Linked DNA regions of Ovis aries: region 1 is linked to region 2. The links are chromatin contacts, called in public Hi-C maps. All regions are on one chromosome and are shown on one strand. The core of a region is the stretch at or near the end of the contact, and the rest is flanking DNA. Distances in the headings are between cores, read along the strand shown. Region 1 holds the start of SMYD4 (SET and MYND domain containing 4). Region 2 overlaps SLC43A2 (solute carrier family 43 member 2).

Region 1 (4,701 bases), core at 255-2,754, 200 kb before region 2:
AAAGCACCACCCAGGCAGTAGGCACAGGTTAAAGAATGTTCAAAGCCCCTGCGGAAGGCAGGAGTATGAAATATACCAGGAATTTACAATTTACATTTTAAAAAGCTGAAAAAAAGGAAAGAACAGGTAGGAATATGCCGTGTTGGGAATGGCAGGAGGAAGATTATGCTGGGTTAAAGGAAGAAGGCCAGGCACAAACAATGGTGCCTGGAGAGAAGTAGCTGGATTTAAGAGACATGGGTGAAGGCATAACAGACCAAACTTACGTAGGGTGACAGCCAGGGTGAGAGTTTAAAGGAAGAATGATTCCACAATTTCTAGCTGGCATAACTTAATGAATAATGGTGCCATGCATCCAGACAGGTGACAGCAGAGGCCCAAATTTAGGAAGATATTAGATTTTCTTTGGAACATGTTGAATTTAAAATGTCTTTGAGATTATCAAGTACACAGATGACAGAGGTTTGTCTTTCAGAGTAAAGCTGGCCCTGCACAAAAAAAAACTTGTGAGCAACTGACACAGAGACGGTAATTTTATTGTTTTGGGAGAAGAGGGCCTAGGGTTGAGCCTTGAGTCAACAAAAATTTACAGAAGGATCTGAAAATAAGACGGGGAAAGACAAGCCAAGCTGAAAATAAGACGGATTTTCTCCCGTCTTAGAAGAGGATGCTACCGGAAGAAAGCTTTGCCCGATAGTCAAACGCTGCTGAGAACTGACAGATTTAGATCTCCAAAGTGTCTGCTGGACTTAACAACCCCAGGAGGCACTGCTGACTTCAGCCAGGGTTACAGCGATCAGGGAGGAGAGTGACTAATTCGAGTCGGTTAAAGGGGAATGCGAGGCGAGGAAAAGAACTGAAAACTAACAACTCTTGCAAAAAGTTTCGCTGCGGATGGGGGAAGGGAAGAAGAAAGAGTGGCTGCAGGAGAGAGATGGGGGAAGATCAATCGTTTACTTTGTTTCAATTCCTGAAGCAGGAAAAACATGAGCATGTTGAAAAAGATGACGATAAAAATGCGTTAACTGATGATTCTAGGGAGTCATCCAGGGGTTCCTACCCAACCCCCGCTATCACTCCGGCTCCTGTGTTCTCTCCCCCTCCTCCACCCGCACGGCCCCAGGGCCCACAGCCGCCCCGGACCGCGCCCAGCTCGCAGGCGTCGCCTCACCGCAATGGCCCCCTCGCTCAGGTGGCCCACCATGGTTCCGCTGCAACAACTCCCGCGCTCCGGCTCCCCCAACACAAGCCTGGCTTTACTCCCGGGGACCCGCGCGCTCCAAGGCGATTGGCCGGAGGAGCTGCGTGAACCGCCCCCGCCTCCCGACGTGCGCACGGCACGCGGCAGTCTCAGGGCCAAGCAGCCGCCGCATTGGCTGAGGCGCGGCACGCGGCTCACGTGACCCACCGGAGTCCGGGTCCCGAGCCTTGTTGCGGGATGGCGGGGGCCTAGGGGCGGGGCGCCGAGCGCTGGGGCGCGCGAACCGTGACGCGGGCGCCGCCAAGGGCGCAGGGCGGAGGGGTTCCGGGAGCTTTCCCCGCGGGCTCTAGGAAACGTACCGCGCTCGGCCTTCGGCGGGCAGCCATAGACTGCTAGCCCAGAGGAGTGTTCGAGGGGTTCCCTGATAATTCTGCTACTGAAAGTAGTCGAAGCAGTGACTCGCTTCTTTCAGCAACACCGAGCTGAGCTCCCGCAGGTGCCAGACCCTGAACTGGGCACAGTGGGGGGGGTCTCTCAAGGTAAATAAGACCTGGTCCCTACTCCCAGAGGGGAGCACAGTATGTCGAGGGAGTTTCTGCTGTGAGTAGCCTTAACTCAGTGTAGACGTGGTTTGGGTCCCAGGAGAGACGCAAAGTGTGCGCCTGTCGTCACAGGTGCCAAAATCAGGGAAGGCTTCTCGGAGTAGGAACCATTTGAACTGAGTCTTGAAGGATGTGTGCAAATTCGGATAGTAGGGTATAGAGGAAAAAGCGAGACTTGATCAGAAAGTAGGTCAGGGGTCAAATGATAAAGGGTTTGTACTGGGCTTCCCCAAGTTCTAGGAGGAGCATCAGTGAATTTAAGGCAGAGAATTGACATCGGTCTCAGTATGGAGGATGGACTAAATTGGGAAGGGGGAACAGGGAGGGATAGTCTGAGGGCCTGAAGACTAATTATGACACTCGAGAAAGAATGCCAGACAGGAAATGGTGAGGGCTTGAACTAAAGAAGGGACCTCGGGATTGAAAAGAAAAAACTGAACTATGTAAGAAATCTGATTCATCATTGTATAACCGTTCCCTAGTACGATGCCAGGAACAAAGTCAGTTTTCAGTAAATAATTTCTGAATGAAGGGATGTGAATTGGTGCGGGAGAGGATACATCCTTCCCTGGCATGTAAACAACTGTAGGAAGAGACTACAAGATCTGATTTTGTGGCCTCGTGGTGCATGCTTGAATGAAATCGATTTTCTGGAATTATGCATTTGTAGAAAACTGAATTCCTTGTTTTCTTATTCATTTTTTAGGTCTGAAGTAGCATGGATCTGCCCGTGGATGAGTGGAAATCCTACGTACTTCAGAAGTGGTCTTTGCTCCCCAAGTCCATTCAGGTCACCATTTCTACAGCAGAGACTTTGAATGATCTCTTTCTTCACTCATCTGCACTTCTTCAGTAAGTGAATGAAAGCTTCAGTCAGGGAAGTTTTGATCTGGGAAGTGTTCTTTTTATGATTTCCTCTCAGATTGTATCTTTTTCTGATGGAAGAGTTAAGTGCAGATTTTTCTCTTTTGGGGCATTCAACAGTTCTTGATATTTCCACAGTGCTTTCTAACCTATTACATCAATAGAACAGGTATGTGTATGCCCAGTCATGTCAGACTCTCTGCGACCCCTTGGACTGTAGCCTGCCAGGCTCCTTTGTCCGCTGGATTTTACAGGCAAGAATACTGAAGCAGGTTGCCATTCCCTTCTCCAGGGGATCTTCCCGACCAGGGATTGAACCTGTGTCTCTTGAGTCTTCTGCGTTGGCAGGTGGATGGATGCTCGTTAGCTTTGTCAGTGTCAGCAGGCATGCTGACTCAAGGCCAAGTAGTCATGCCTTGTGGTAGTCACTAGGCTGTACACCTTGCCATATCCCAAAGGATATGGTGCAGATTCAGTGGCTGCACATAGAAATTTAAAAATTCTATTTGGAAAGAACCATGGAGGTCATATGGTCTAACCTAAGTAGTTTTCAAACACTCTTGACTACACTCTTCAACAAGAAACATATTGTACATCACGACCTAGTACACACATGTGTACGAGAAACCGAAACAACTTCCCAGAACCTCGTTCAGTGAATTATGAGAACATCTGTTTCATGCCAGCTACTGTGCCAGGTGCTTAGTAAACCAAAAGCACATCATTTTAAAAAATAGACAAAGGGGCTTCCCTGGTGTCTCAGTGGTAAAGAATCTGCCAATGCAGGAGGCATGCTGCGGAGCAGCTAAGCCCACGCACCACAACTGCTGAGCCTGTCCTCAAGAACCTGGGAGCCACACCTGCTGAGCCTGTGTGCTGAAACTTCTTAAGCTCACTTGTCCTAGAACCCAGGCTCTGCACCAAGAGAGGCTGTTACGATGAGAAGTCCATGTACCTCAAGTAGAGAAAAAGCCCAGGTAGCAATGAAGACCCAGCTCAGCCAAAAATAGATAAACGAATTTAAAAAAATAGATAAAGATCCTTACTACCAAGGAGGGACAGAAATAAACATCATAATGTGTATAATATGTTAAAAGTGATAAGTGCAGTTGAAAAAAGGAAAATTGAATGGGGTCGGGGCAATAGCCAGTGCTAGGAATGAGAGTACAGGTTGTAGTATTAAATGGTATCGTCAGATATGCCTCTTGAAAGAGCAAAAGTGGAGCAGAGTCTTGGCCATACAGGAGTTAACAAAGTAGATGTCTGATAGAAGAGAATTCTGGGCAGAGAGCCTACGGTGGGAGAGTATCTGGCCTGGTTTAAAAAATAGCAAGTTGGGTGAACAGGTAGTAGTGAATAAACAGAGTGAGCCCGAGGGAGAGTGGTAGGAAATACCGTCAGAGAAGTAATGGGACATGCATGGGAGTTGGGAGCAGGTTTCACAGATCGAGTGGGCCTTTTATTAGTGCCTTATCTTTTTACTCTGAGTAGGAAGTTGTTGCAGCATGTGATAGGCAGAATGCTAAAGATGCCCCTCACCCCCACCAGTCTTGTCCCCTGGTTATTTAATCTGACATTAACCTAAACACTGCTAGGAAGGGATTTGGCAAATGTAATGCAAGTCCCAAGCCAGCTGACTTAGAGATATAATTACCGGGTGGGTGTAACCTTAATCAAGCAAGACCTTTAAAAGCAGAGAGTTTGTCCTAGCTGGTAGCAGAAAGGGAAATCAGAGCGATTCAAAGCATAAGATTTGAATGTGCTTTGGCTGGCTTTGAAGATGGAGCCACATGACAAGGAATGCAGGCAACTTCTAGAAGCCCAGAGTGCTTCCTGGCTAACAGCCAGCAAGGAAATGGGAACCTCAGACCACAATTGCAAGGCACTGGCTTCTGTCAATGGCCTGAATGAGTTTAGGCACAGATTCTTTCCCACACCTTCTGTAGAAGAGCTCACCTTGATTTCAGCCTCTTAAGGCCCTAAGCAGAGCGCCCAGGCAAGCCTGCCTGGACTTCTGATCTACAGAACTGAGGA
Region 2 (4,407 bases), core at 1,849-4,348:
TAACACGAAGCCAGTTCCCCCGGCCAGGGTGCAGCTCCGTATCGTTACAGCCTCAGGGGCTGCCGCTCAGCTGAGTCCTGGGGCTGCCACTGGCCGCTCACGGGAAGCACAGGGGTGAGTTCTGGCTGCGTGCCCCTGAATGGTGACCTTCACATGGCCTTCAGTGGCAGCAGCGACATAAGTGATTGAGCCCCGAATGTACCTGACAGAGCCCACCCAGGGCCTCAGAGGGCTGGTCTGCCCTAGTTTTCTCAGGCCTTGGCTAAAATGAAACCTGCCTCCTTTTCCAAGAGGCCATACACACCTAAGGAACCATAGTTGTTCCTCTTCCTCAGGCTGGGGCTTAGCTCAAACACCGTCCTCTGTCTCTCTCTGACTAAAGACAGGCTCATTCTTGCAGCCATTCCTTGCTAAGCCATGATGCCTAATGTCCTGAGACTATGCCAGCACTCTCTCCCCGCTCCCAAGAGCATCCCATGGGGGTCATCCCAGGTCTGCATGCTCCACCCCTGCCTACGCCACCCTCCCCGCCCCAAGGCCTAGAGGAAGTTGAGGCCACCCTGGCAGAGTCTGAGGGAGTCAGCCGAGGGCTATGATGCTGTTTCCGTGATTATACAACGCTCCTCTGGATGAAGGTGCAGCCAAGCCCGGCCCAGCCTCCCACCTGCTCCCTGGGCCTAGTTCCCGAGCCACAGACTCCTGCGGAATCATGTTGTCCACTCGGCTCAGCCAGACACCCGTGGGCCCCAGGGCCTTCATGCTGGTCCAAAAGGGAAATTCTCTGTGTGGAACTGCTCAGCATGAAGCAGTCCGAAGATGGACACTAGACTGTCCTCTGAAGCTGTTCCCACATCTCCTCTGACACCGCAAGTTGCAGCCTGGGGGCACCGGCAGCTGGGGCCAGGCTGAGGCCAAGGAGCATCTGGGAAGCTGGACAGTGGCCCCTGCGGTGACAGGCTCTCTCCTGTCCTGGCAGGTACCCCTCCACACAGTTTGGCAGCCTCACGGGCCTGCAGTCCCTGATCAGCGCCCTCTTCGCTCTCCTGCAGCAGCCCCTGTTTCTGGCTATGATGGGTCCCCTCCAGGGAGACCCTCTGTGGGTAAGAAGGGTTGGGGGGCGCCGGGTTATGGGCATCCACTCTACTCTGCTGAGTGGGAGCTGGGAGGCATCACAGCGTGTTCCAGAACCCCAGGACAGGCAGTTTGGAACTTTGGTTAGGGTCAGTTCAGGGATCCCTTGTGAATAGGCTGGGGAGCAAGAGGGGAAGAGTCCTTTTTATCCATTTCTTTAAAAAAATTTATATTGGCTATGCTGTGTGGCATATGGAATCTTAGTTCCCCAACCAAGGATACAAAGCCACACTTCCTGCATTGGAACCTGAGTCTTAACCACTGGACCTACTAGGGAATTCCCAAGAGTGTCCTTTCTGGACCTGACTTTGGGGTAAATGGAACTGAGTTGCTGTCCCTGCCCCTCCTGCCAGAGGCTGGGATTCATATCCAGGTGCTGGGAGCTTGTCCCAATCCCACCACGCCCCTGGACCTTCAGATCAGCACGTTAGTGTGGCCCGTGGGCCACTGGGGAATCCTGATGCCAGAACGTGGGACGACAGGTCCTCAGACCTCCTGAAACTCCTCCTTTGTTTTTCCTGTGACCTTCGCCTCAATCGGAAGAGTCTGGCTGCACAAGGACGGCAGCCCACACGTGCTGTGGTCCCTGCCCCTCGTGACGGCCGCTCTCGTCCCTGCCTCCCCAGGTGAACGTGGGCCTGCTGGTCCTGAGCATGCTGGGCTTCTGCCTCCCCCTCTACCTCATCTGCTACAGGCGCCAGCTGGAGAGGCAGCTGGAGCGGAAGAGAGAGGACGACAAGCTTTTCCTCAAGCTCAATGGCTCGTCCAACCGGGAGGCTTTTGTGTAGCGCCTGCCGTCTCGGATCACGGCCTCCCGCCCTCTCGCTTCAGTGACTTGAGGTGTCCTCATCCCCACCCCAGAGGACCTCCACGCACTCCCGCCCACCCCCAACCCCAGGATCCTGTTCTCCACTGTGCTGGAGTCCACGCTCCCTCCCAGGGACCTGGTCCTGCCTCGGAGCTCTGTGGTGGACAGACGGATGGGAGAGGGCCTCAACAGACGCTTCTCCTCCTGCTGGAGGCAGGGGGGCTCTGGACTTCACTCTGCCACCCTTGAGGGGCCCTTGAGCCTCAGGGCTCTGTGGTGCCTGCAGGAGGAGCCAGGAGGACCCCCTGGGCTGGCAGACCCTCTCCCCCGAAGTGTGTCCAGATTCTGCGTCTAGCCAAAGCAGAGGGGTCTGCCATCCACTGCCCGCCTCCCGCCCCTCAGCTGCATGTCCACCGACCACACCTGCCTGAGGACAAAGGCTTGCACTGTCTGCACAGCCCCCCCACCCCCGGCCTGGCCCCTCACTCCTCCCCCAGCCAGTCTGAGCTGCCTGAGGAAGGAAGGACCCGCTTCCTGTTGTTGGTGCTAACTCCTTTGTGATTCCAGCCCCCTGTGGCCTGTCCATGGCCTGTCCTCCTGTTCGAGGCCTGTGGGGAAGTGCCCCCCCACCCCCCGTCCCCCGCCCACCCCCAGGTTAGCCTGGGAAGGGTCTGGAGGGCTGGATGGTCACGTGAGAACCATGGACAAGGCTGGGCAGCGGTCCTTTCCCTCTCCCCTCAGGACTTGAGTGGGGGCATGTCTCCACTGCCACCCTCTGTCCAGGCTGTGACCAGAAGGGAATTAAGGGGGCACCAATAGGGCATCACACACACACACACACACACACACACACACACACACACACACACACAGAGCTGTTTTTGTGGGGGGTGGAAGTGAGGCTGCAGCTGACAGTCCTGGAGGTCCAGGCCTGGGTGGGGAGGTGAATTTGTGAGAGGCCTAGGGGTGTGGATGTGTGGGCTGTGTGTGCATGTGCTCTGTATGGGAGTTGTGTGTGGGGGTGGTGGCAGGCTGTGGGCTCTGGGTGTCTACACTTGTCCTCCCAGAGCTGCCCCCAGCTGGCCAGGCCCCGGCAAGCCCAGCGCCTTGGCGCCAGCCCCATTCAGGGCCAAGCTTGTTCCAGGCTGCGGGGCCACAGCGCCCCCTGCTGGCAGACTCTCCCAGGGGCCCTGGAGCTGTTTACGCGGGCAAGGCCACCTTTCCTCTGCCAGGCGGGCCTGGCTTACCAACCCACCCACCTTGACTGCGCTCAGAAATGTGTCTGAGGCTTCCTGGGAGTTCTGAGAGGGGTGGGTGGATTTTTAGGTTATTTGTTTTAAGTTTTATCAGACTTCTTTTTATAAAGCAATAAATCCATTTCCCTACTGGTAAGGGATGCCCCCTTCTAGCATATCAATTCATGACTCCATGTACCTGTTTTGAGCTTGAGAAGAAAAGGCAGGATAAAGTTTTCTGCCACTGACGAGCCCCAGTTGTCCCCAGCTGCTGACTCTGGGTACCGTCTCTCTCTGGGTGTGATTGCTGTCTTGGGAGGGGCAGTGGGGCAGGAAAAGACCTTCCGCCCCTGCCCCAGCCCTAACACATCAGGCCTGTGCAGACACCTTAGAAGTGTGGTCATAGCCTCCTCTGCTGCTTATCCCAGCCAGACAGGCTAATCCTGACCCCCTTTCATCCCTGCTCAGGCTTCCTGTCACCAGTCAGCCACACCGAGGGTTCCTCCTGGGTTCAGGACGCAGGGTGACCCCAGACAAGCCGCAGCCTCAAAGGCAGCAGGGGCAGGATGTGGCGGGAGGAATGGGTGGTGACGGGAAAGGGCAGACCCAGGCCCAGACCTGAGCTTCTGGTCACAGCTGAGCCCCTGAAACTCATCTCCCTAGGCCTCATCCACTCAAATACGCAAAAGCAGGTATTTGTTTTAAACAATTTTTTTTTTCCCAAAGGAGAGAGCGTGAGATGAACATTTCTCCCAAAGCATTCCTAAAAATGCTAGTTCTGGGAGATGTTAAGGTTATTTTAATTTTTAAAGTTTTGGGACTTCCCTGGTGGTCCATTGGCTAAGACTCTGTACTCCCAATGCAGGGGACCTGGGTTCAATCCCTGCTCAGGGAACTAGATCCCAACTAAGAACCCAGTGCAGCCAAATACATAATTTTTAAAAAGTTTTGTAGTCAGATTTGGGAAATGCTGGACAAGCTCAAGTTAGCTCAGTGCTGGTGGGCTGTGCTCTCCAGAGGGGTGTGGTGGGCAGCTGGGGAATGGTTTTAACAATCCCAGCCACCCCCCACGGGTGTGGCCCAGTTACGACCTGCAGCAGGAGCTTTCAGGGTGGTTGTTAATAACATAGCCCATGGGTCTTGCCTCTGACCTAGAGGGAAACTAAAGTCTATTCTTTGCTAAGCTCCACCAGGTGATTCTGTTGCAGCCGCGCACCCCCCCCCACCCCCCCA

The links. A called contact is a pair of places that touch in the nucleus more often than the background predicts.
Region 1: a Hi-C map of blood shows a contact between it and region 2, with 2.8 times the contacts expected there. The contact joins the promoter of SMYD4 here to the enhancer-like site in region 2. A contact is called at or near these places in 2 of 16 Hi-C or Micro-C datasets (blood and skin fibroblasts).

Annotation. Positions count from the first base shown.
Region 1 is chr11:22,787,217-22,791,917 of ARS-UI_Ramb_v3.0, reverse strand. It overlaps SMYD4 (SET and MYND domain containing 4), which reads left to right and starts at 1,504. Exons shown (of 11, transcript XM_012185460.4): 1 at 1,504-1,697; 2 at 2,510-2,655. The coding sequence starts at 2,522. It overlaps RPA1 (replication protein A1), which reads right to left and starts at 1,204. Exons shown (of 17, transcript NM_001161889.1): 1 at 1,172-1,204. The coding sequence starts at 1,204.
Region 2 is chr11:22,584,477-22,588,883 of ARS-UI_Ramb_v3.0, reverse strand. SLC43A2 (solute carrier family 43 member 2) reads left to right here. Exons shown (of 14, transcript XM_042255486.1): 13 at 977-1,100; 14 at 1,758-4,407. The coding sequence ends at 1,919. Among named protein-coding and RNA genes, the nearest start is that of PITPNA, 13 kb to the right of the region's middle. Within about 2 kb of position 3,098, at least 27 of the 54 cell types and tissues checked have an H3K27ac peak or open chromatin away from gene starts, as enhancers often do.